Regions from separate parts of the Mus musculus genome. Here region 2 is linked to region 1. The links are chromatin contacts, called in public Hi-C maps. All regions are on one chromosome and are shown on one strand. Each heading gives the region's core, a stretch centred on a gene start, on an enhancer-like site or on the middle of the called end of the contact. The rest is flanking DNA. Distances are from core to core; before and after follow the strand shown.

Region 1 (2,811 bases), core at 9-2,508:
TGATTAGGAAGGCCCTCCGTGTCAACACACACACACACACACACACACACACACAGAGGTTATAACTAAGATTGAAGGAAGAACTGATCATTTGAAAACTGGCAAAGAGAAAGTGGCGAGTTTTACTTGGAATTGCTTTAGTACTAGCTGGTCATGTGCTTGAAGCTAGTGGGCTACAGGGTAAAATCCAGCAGTCTGTCTAGCCTTACTCTCTCTCTCTCCATGCTTAATTAAACCACTACCAATAGGGATGTTATGGAATCACATTTGACATACTAGTCACATTGTTTAATGGAATAGAGTATATACATTAATCAGCCACAAATTGATAGGACATGTCCGTGCTGATGGTCTGCTATTCGAAGAAAATCATGGTTTAGCTTCTGCTGGAAGACAGCTTTCTGCTTACAAAAGAATATTTTCCACTTCCCTGATATTATCTTTAATACCATTTTGGATGTTCTCTTGTGACTCACATGATGATGGCACACTAAGTTCCCTACCCATCTCCCAGGTGCTGTGGGGTGGCTCTCCAGATTGCTGAATAGTGAAATGGTAAAACATCTAGGCCCACCCTCCACATAAGTGCATAACTTTAAACAATCGTTTCAGGAGTCCATGTTGATAATGAGGGAAAGGAGTATTTAGAATAAGTTTGCCTTTCATGGCTCAGTTTCTCTTTTGCCGCCAACTCATCTCTGACTTCCCAAGGCCTCTCCTCCAGGCCCTTTCCCCATGTCTCCTGTGAAACCACACGCTTCACTTCAGGTCCAGCAAGAGTAGATTCTGGGTGTCTGCCTGTACTTTGTAGGGACGGTGCAGAAGGCCCTCCCTGCACATAGAAGGAAATTTGCACAGTGCCTCATTTGGGAGAGATGAAATATTTTAATAGCAGTGTTTATGTTCTTGCTCTGTAGATAACTAAAAACCAGTGAGTTTTTTACATCAGACTTTGAAATGAAAAAACATCACCCACTCAGTGGAAATACAAATTTCATCCCTTTATGCCCTTCGGCCCCGTCAACGTTATTCTTCCCCATTTTCCTGTTCTCCTTGAGATTTCTGAGTCACCACAGAGGGAGACCCAGTGTGGTGTCTGGCCAAGTTTTGCAGGTTTAGCTTTCTCAAGAGAAGCAGACTTGAAAGGCTTCCTTTCAGGGTTCCCTAAGCTCTGCAGACAGTCTGGAGGAGAATGTGTCCTGGGAGCCATGATTGAGTGGTAAGCAGAACTGTAGCAGGCAGCGGGAGTTCAGAAGGTTAACACCAGCCCAGGCCTGTGTTCTGTGCTGTGTGCTGAGGCCAGGCAGGCCCGTCTCTCATAGACCCAGGCCAGCTTCTCAGAAACTGCTGCTCTTAACCTTACAAACCCTGTCCTATGAGAGCCTCAAGCCTGAAATTCCCAGTTGGTTTTCCTGTCTCTTAAGATCGGAACAAACCAGACAAAGCCAATTTTTTAATGTCACCATTTGCAGGCAGCCATGTGCTCAGTCACTCTCCTGAGATTAAGTGGGCTTGAAAATCTGATTTATAGAAGCAAAGAGAATAATTTGTTTATAATGGGCGACTGGGTTAAAATAGATGTTCTTCACTGGAAAAGTCACTGACATATTCAAACCAAATGCATACCATTCAAATGAGCTGTGTTGGCCTGGTTTATATTAATTTAGCCAATGTTCTCCAAAAATAATTACATATGCATAATGAAAACAATTTAATAAACAGACTATAGGCATATGGTCATGAACACACTAGCATGTAAGAAATCATGAAGAAGCCCATCTCCCTGAGACTAAATAGAACAGCCTCTGCCTCTTCTTCTCCTTAACCTTGACCCACTGTCATGCCGCAGAGCAATGAATCTCCTGCTCAGGCAATTACAGAGAACATTAAAAGAGAAACCATCCCAGGGAAGGAAACCATCTTAACTCTTCCTCTGAGTCACTTAGGTTTTTGATGCTACAGTTAAAACAGAGTATGCCTTGCCCTTCGACTATACTTAGGGTAGGACTTGATCTTGGGCAGGCACCTCCAAAGAATTATAACTTTACACGCAATGTCAAAGATCAGGAGTCACTCAGGGTGGTTCATGCCTGTCATTCCAGTATTTAGGAAACTAATGCTGGAGTGTGGCCTCTGGTTGAGGAGGCAGGAAGATGAGCGGGAACATGAGGCCAATGTGGGCTACACAGTGAGACTCTTGACTGGAAAACAAAACCCAACCATCAACCAAAGAACGCACAAAGTCAACAGAGACAAGAGACGTAGATGACAATGAGAAACTGTGATGAGAGAAATCAGGCAGACCTCCTGGAAGAGGTGACATTTGAGCTATGGCCTGAAGGGCAGATAGGAGTTCTTAGAAAGATAAATGAGGACATAGGAAAGAGTCTAGATTATGTGGAGTTCTAGAAATATGAAGCGTGTTGAGTGAGGATGCTGAGTGGTTGATGTCAAAGCTGGAGAGATGCTGGGCGTGGTGGCGCACGCCTTTAATCCCAGCACTTGGGAGGCAGAGGCAGGCGGATTTCTGAGTTCGAGGCCAGCCTGGTCTACAAAGTGAGTTCCAGGACAGCCAGGGCTATACAGAGAAATCCTGTCTCGAAAAACCAAAAAAAAAAAAAAAAAAAAAAAAAAAAAAGCTGGAGACATGGTCAGAAGAAAGACTAGCCAAGGATTAATAGATTAATGTCTTCTGCAAAATGTAAGTTAATAGGACAAACTCAGAGAGTAAGTGATAGGAAACTCAGTGCATAGGGAAAACCCTAGATACTGATAAGCTTAGAAAATGTAATTTGCTTACAATGTATTTCT
Region 2 (2,769 bases), core at 29-2,528, 240 kb after region 1:
GTCCAGTCCAGACTGATCTAAAAGTCAAGATCACTGTGCTTCTATCCTCCCAGTGCCAGGTTTATAGGTAGGCGCCACAACCCACATTCAGGAACTAGTTATCCACTCAAAGGCTGAGTGCGCAGAAGACCAAGAAAGGTGAGTGGTGTCAGGTTCCCTGCCCCTAGGCCCCTCTAAAGACTGAAAAAGGAGGGCCATTAGAACAGGACATGAATGGAGCAACAGATGATGTAACAGTTCACCTTGTATGAGACAGGAGAAACGGCTCAGAGGTTAGGAGTGCTTGCGGCTCAATCAGGAGGACTACAGTTCACATCCTATCAGATGGCACACAAAGTCTTCAATGATGTCTTTTTGGCCTCTGGGGGCCACTGCACACACATGTGCACATACAGTTACAGAGAGACATACTCACACAAATAAATACAAGCACACATGTTCACAAATACATAGAAATTTTGAAAAAATTTAAACAAAATTGATAGCAAATAATTTATATACATATTGTATATAAATTATTTGTTATATATACATGTGTATATGTATATCTATCTATCTACCTAACTCTATCTATCTCTCTATCTATCTTCTCTTTCCTTTAACTGTTGAGATTGTTTTCTGGGTATGTAAGAATAAAGGAGGGAAGGAACTCTGCTTTCACATTTTTTTTTGTGACATTTGGGGACAGTGCTTATGTTTAAAGTAGGAATGCCTTGAAATGACTGGTTTGTCTTCTCATTACTGTTCCTCCCATTTCTCCTTTTATCTGGGGCTACTTTATCTAATTTATTAGTTTGGTGATGCTCAGGGTTTTCTTCTGTTTTGATTTTTAAAGACAGAGACTCACCATATAGCCCTGGCTGGCCTGAAACTCATTACGTCCACCAGTCTGGCCTTGAACTCAAAGGAGATCTGCTTCCCATTGCTGGGATTAAAGGCTTGTGCTACCAAGTCTGGCCTGCGGCTTTGGAGCAGTCTCTGTCTTGGCCTTACTTAAGGACCTCTAAGCTAGCAGTAAGTAGCCTAGCCATGCAGTTGTAGGAAGTTGTTTCCTGATCCGGGCCACCGCACAAACGCAGTCACTAAACGTTGGCCTCATGGCGGCGCCAGAGCTGAATGTGTTCCTTGGGCTGAGCCTGAGTCCTCCTGAAACCCAGGTCTTGCTGCTCACTGGCTTATACTATTGACAAGTGAAGTTTCTCCTCGTGTTCTAGTCCCTACCTCAAGATCCTGCCACCTGCTGCCATACCTGCCAACCGTGCATTCTTTCCTCTGGTTGGCCACCCAGGCACACCCTGTCCCTTCCCAGGATAGCTGCCAGCCACCCAATACTATGCGCCTCTGTGTTTATCAAGCATTATCTTTTGAGCTTTTGCCCACTGATTGCTTCAGATTCCTTGACACTCCCTTCCTCTCCATAAGACAACCAACTACTTCTAGATCCTTAGAAGGTGTCCTGCCGATGAGGAGCTAGGTCTCACTAATATGTAGGTCAGTAGGTCCCTGAATGGATGCAGGATGAGCCAGTTTCTCACGCTCCAGCGCGAGCACTTTTTATTAAAGATTTCCTTCCTTACACAAAATTGTCTTCACAGAAGGTTTTCCGCTAAGACCATCATGTCTCACGTGGTCAATAAAGTTGAATGCTCATGAAGTTTGATATATTTCCAAATGCATGATCAAGATGACCAAGATCCCTCAAACAGGAATGAAAACAACCCTCATCTCCCCGACCTCGTGTATTTATAGTCGTCTTCTTAAAGCAAAACAAAACAAAAACAAACCCTAAAGGATATAAAGGTTAAGTAAACAATGAGCAATGAAGCATTTTTACCAAAGATTTAATGACTGTTTACCATGTCAAATGAACATTGGTCATTGATTTTAGTACACTGAAATAATTAATAATACTATGCTACTAACCAAATGTCTAAACCTACTGTCCCCAGCTGTCCTCAAGAAGCCTGGGCATGATTTTGATGGCCCACTGTGTTATCAAACGACTAAGTGAACCTTAACAAGGAATCATGCCTGCTCATTTGATTGGGTCCTTTGGTGCTGAGTGGAGTGATTTCAGTCAGTTTTGACATGTTATACATTTGCTACTGGGTTCCACTTGCAAGAGACTGTTTTGTACATAAATGTAAATTGAACCATAAAGTTTCAAAGTCAGTAACATTGTTTTGCACATACATATATTCCTCACCGATCATTTGCTCCTAAAATTGATAGGTTTTTTTAAAAAAAAAAAACCAAAACAGAATCTGAAAGAAAGCATTACATTCTTCTGGAAAACAGAATCCAGAACCATGTGTCTGAGCAAACACATTAAGAAGGTTTTTACCGCCCCCTGCTGTTCGTTTCTTAAAATAGCAAGCATTACAGTAAAAGCTGACAGTGTAAACTAGCTAGTGAATAATAGTGAATTTATTCTAAGCAATGATTGTGAAATCCATGCCAGCGATGTGTGCATGAGCTCACACAGGAAGGAAAAACGCATGAGGTCTGTTTTGACCTTGTGTAGCTGACCTTGTCCATTTCATTCTTTTCCTAAACTAAATTATTGGAACTTGCTTTTAAACATTTATATAATGCCAGGCATGGTGGCGCACGCCTTTAATCCCAGCACTTGGGAGGCAGAGGCAGGTAGATTTCTGAGTTCGAGGCCAGCTTGGTCTACAAAGTGAGTTCCAGGACAGCCAGGGCTACACAGAGAAACCCTGTCTCAAACAACAACAACAACAACAACAACAACAACAAAACAATTGC

Evidence for each region. Hi-C and Micro-C count contacts between places; a contact is called where the count stands out from the background.
Region 2: a Hi-C map of uterus shows a contact between it and region 1, with 3 times the contacts expected there. The contact joins two enhancer-like sites. A contact is called at or near these places in 1 of 15 datasets of contacts at CTCF or cohesin (the NIH/3T3 cell line), 2 of 484 Hi-C or Micro-C datasets (both in uterus), 5 of 115 datasets of contacts at active chromatin or transcription factors (astrocytes, cardiomyocytes, extraembryonic endoderm stem cells and 2 more) and 1 of 9 other capture datasets (embryonic stem cells).

The regions. Positions count from the first base shown.
Region 1 is chr8:61,637,988-61,640,798 of GRCm38.p6, forward strand. All of the region lies in intron 10 of Palld (palladin, cytoskeletal associated protein), which reads right to left. Among named protein-coding and RNA genes, the nearest start is that of Gm51575, 5.5 kb to the right of the region's middle. Within about 2 kb of position 1,259, at least 29 of the 459 cell types and tissues checked have an H3K27ac peak or open chromatin away from gene starts, as enhancers often do. A contact at or near this core is called in uterus, where this site is marked.
Region 2 is chr8:61,873,108-61,875,876 of GRCm38.p6, forward strand. The region is part of intron 2 of Palld (palladin, cytoskeletal associated protein); the gene reads right to left. Among named protein-coding and RNA genes, the nearest start is that of Palld, 28 kb to the right of the region's middle. Within about 2 kb of position 1,279, at least 12 of the 459 cell types and tissues checked have an H3K27ac peak or open chromatin away from gene starts, as enhancers often do. A contact at or near this core is called in uterus, where this site is marked.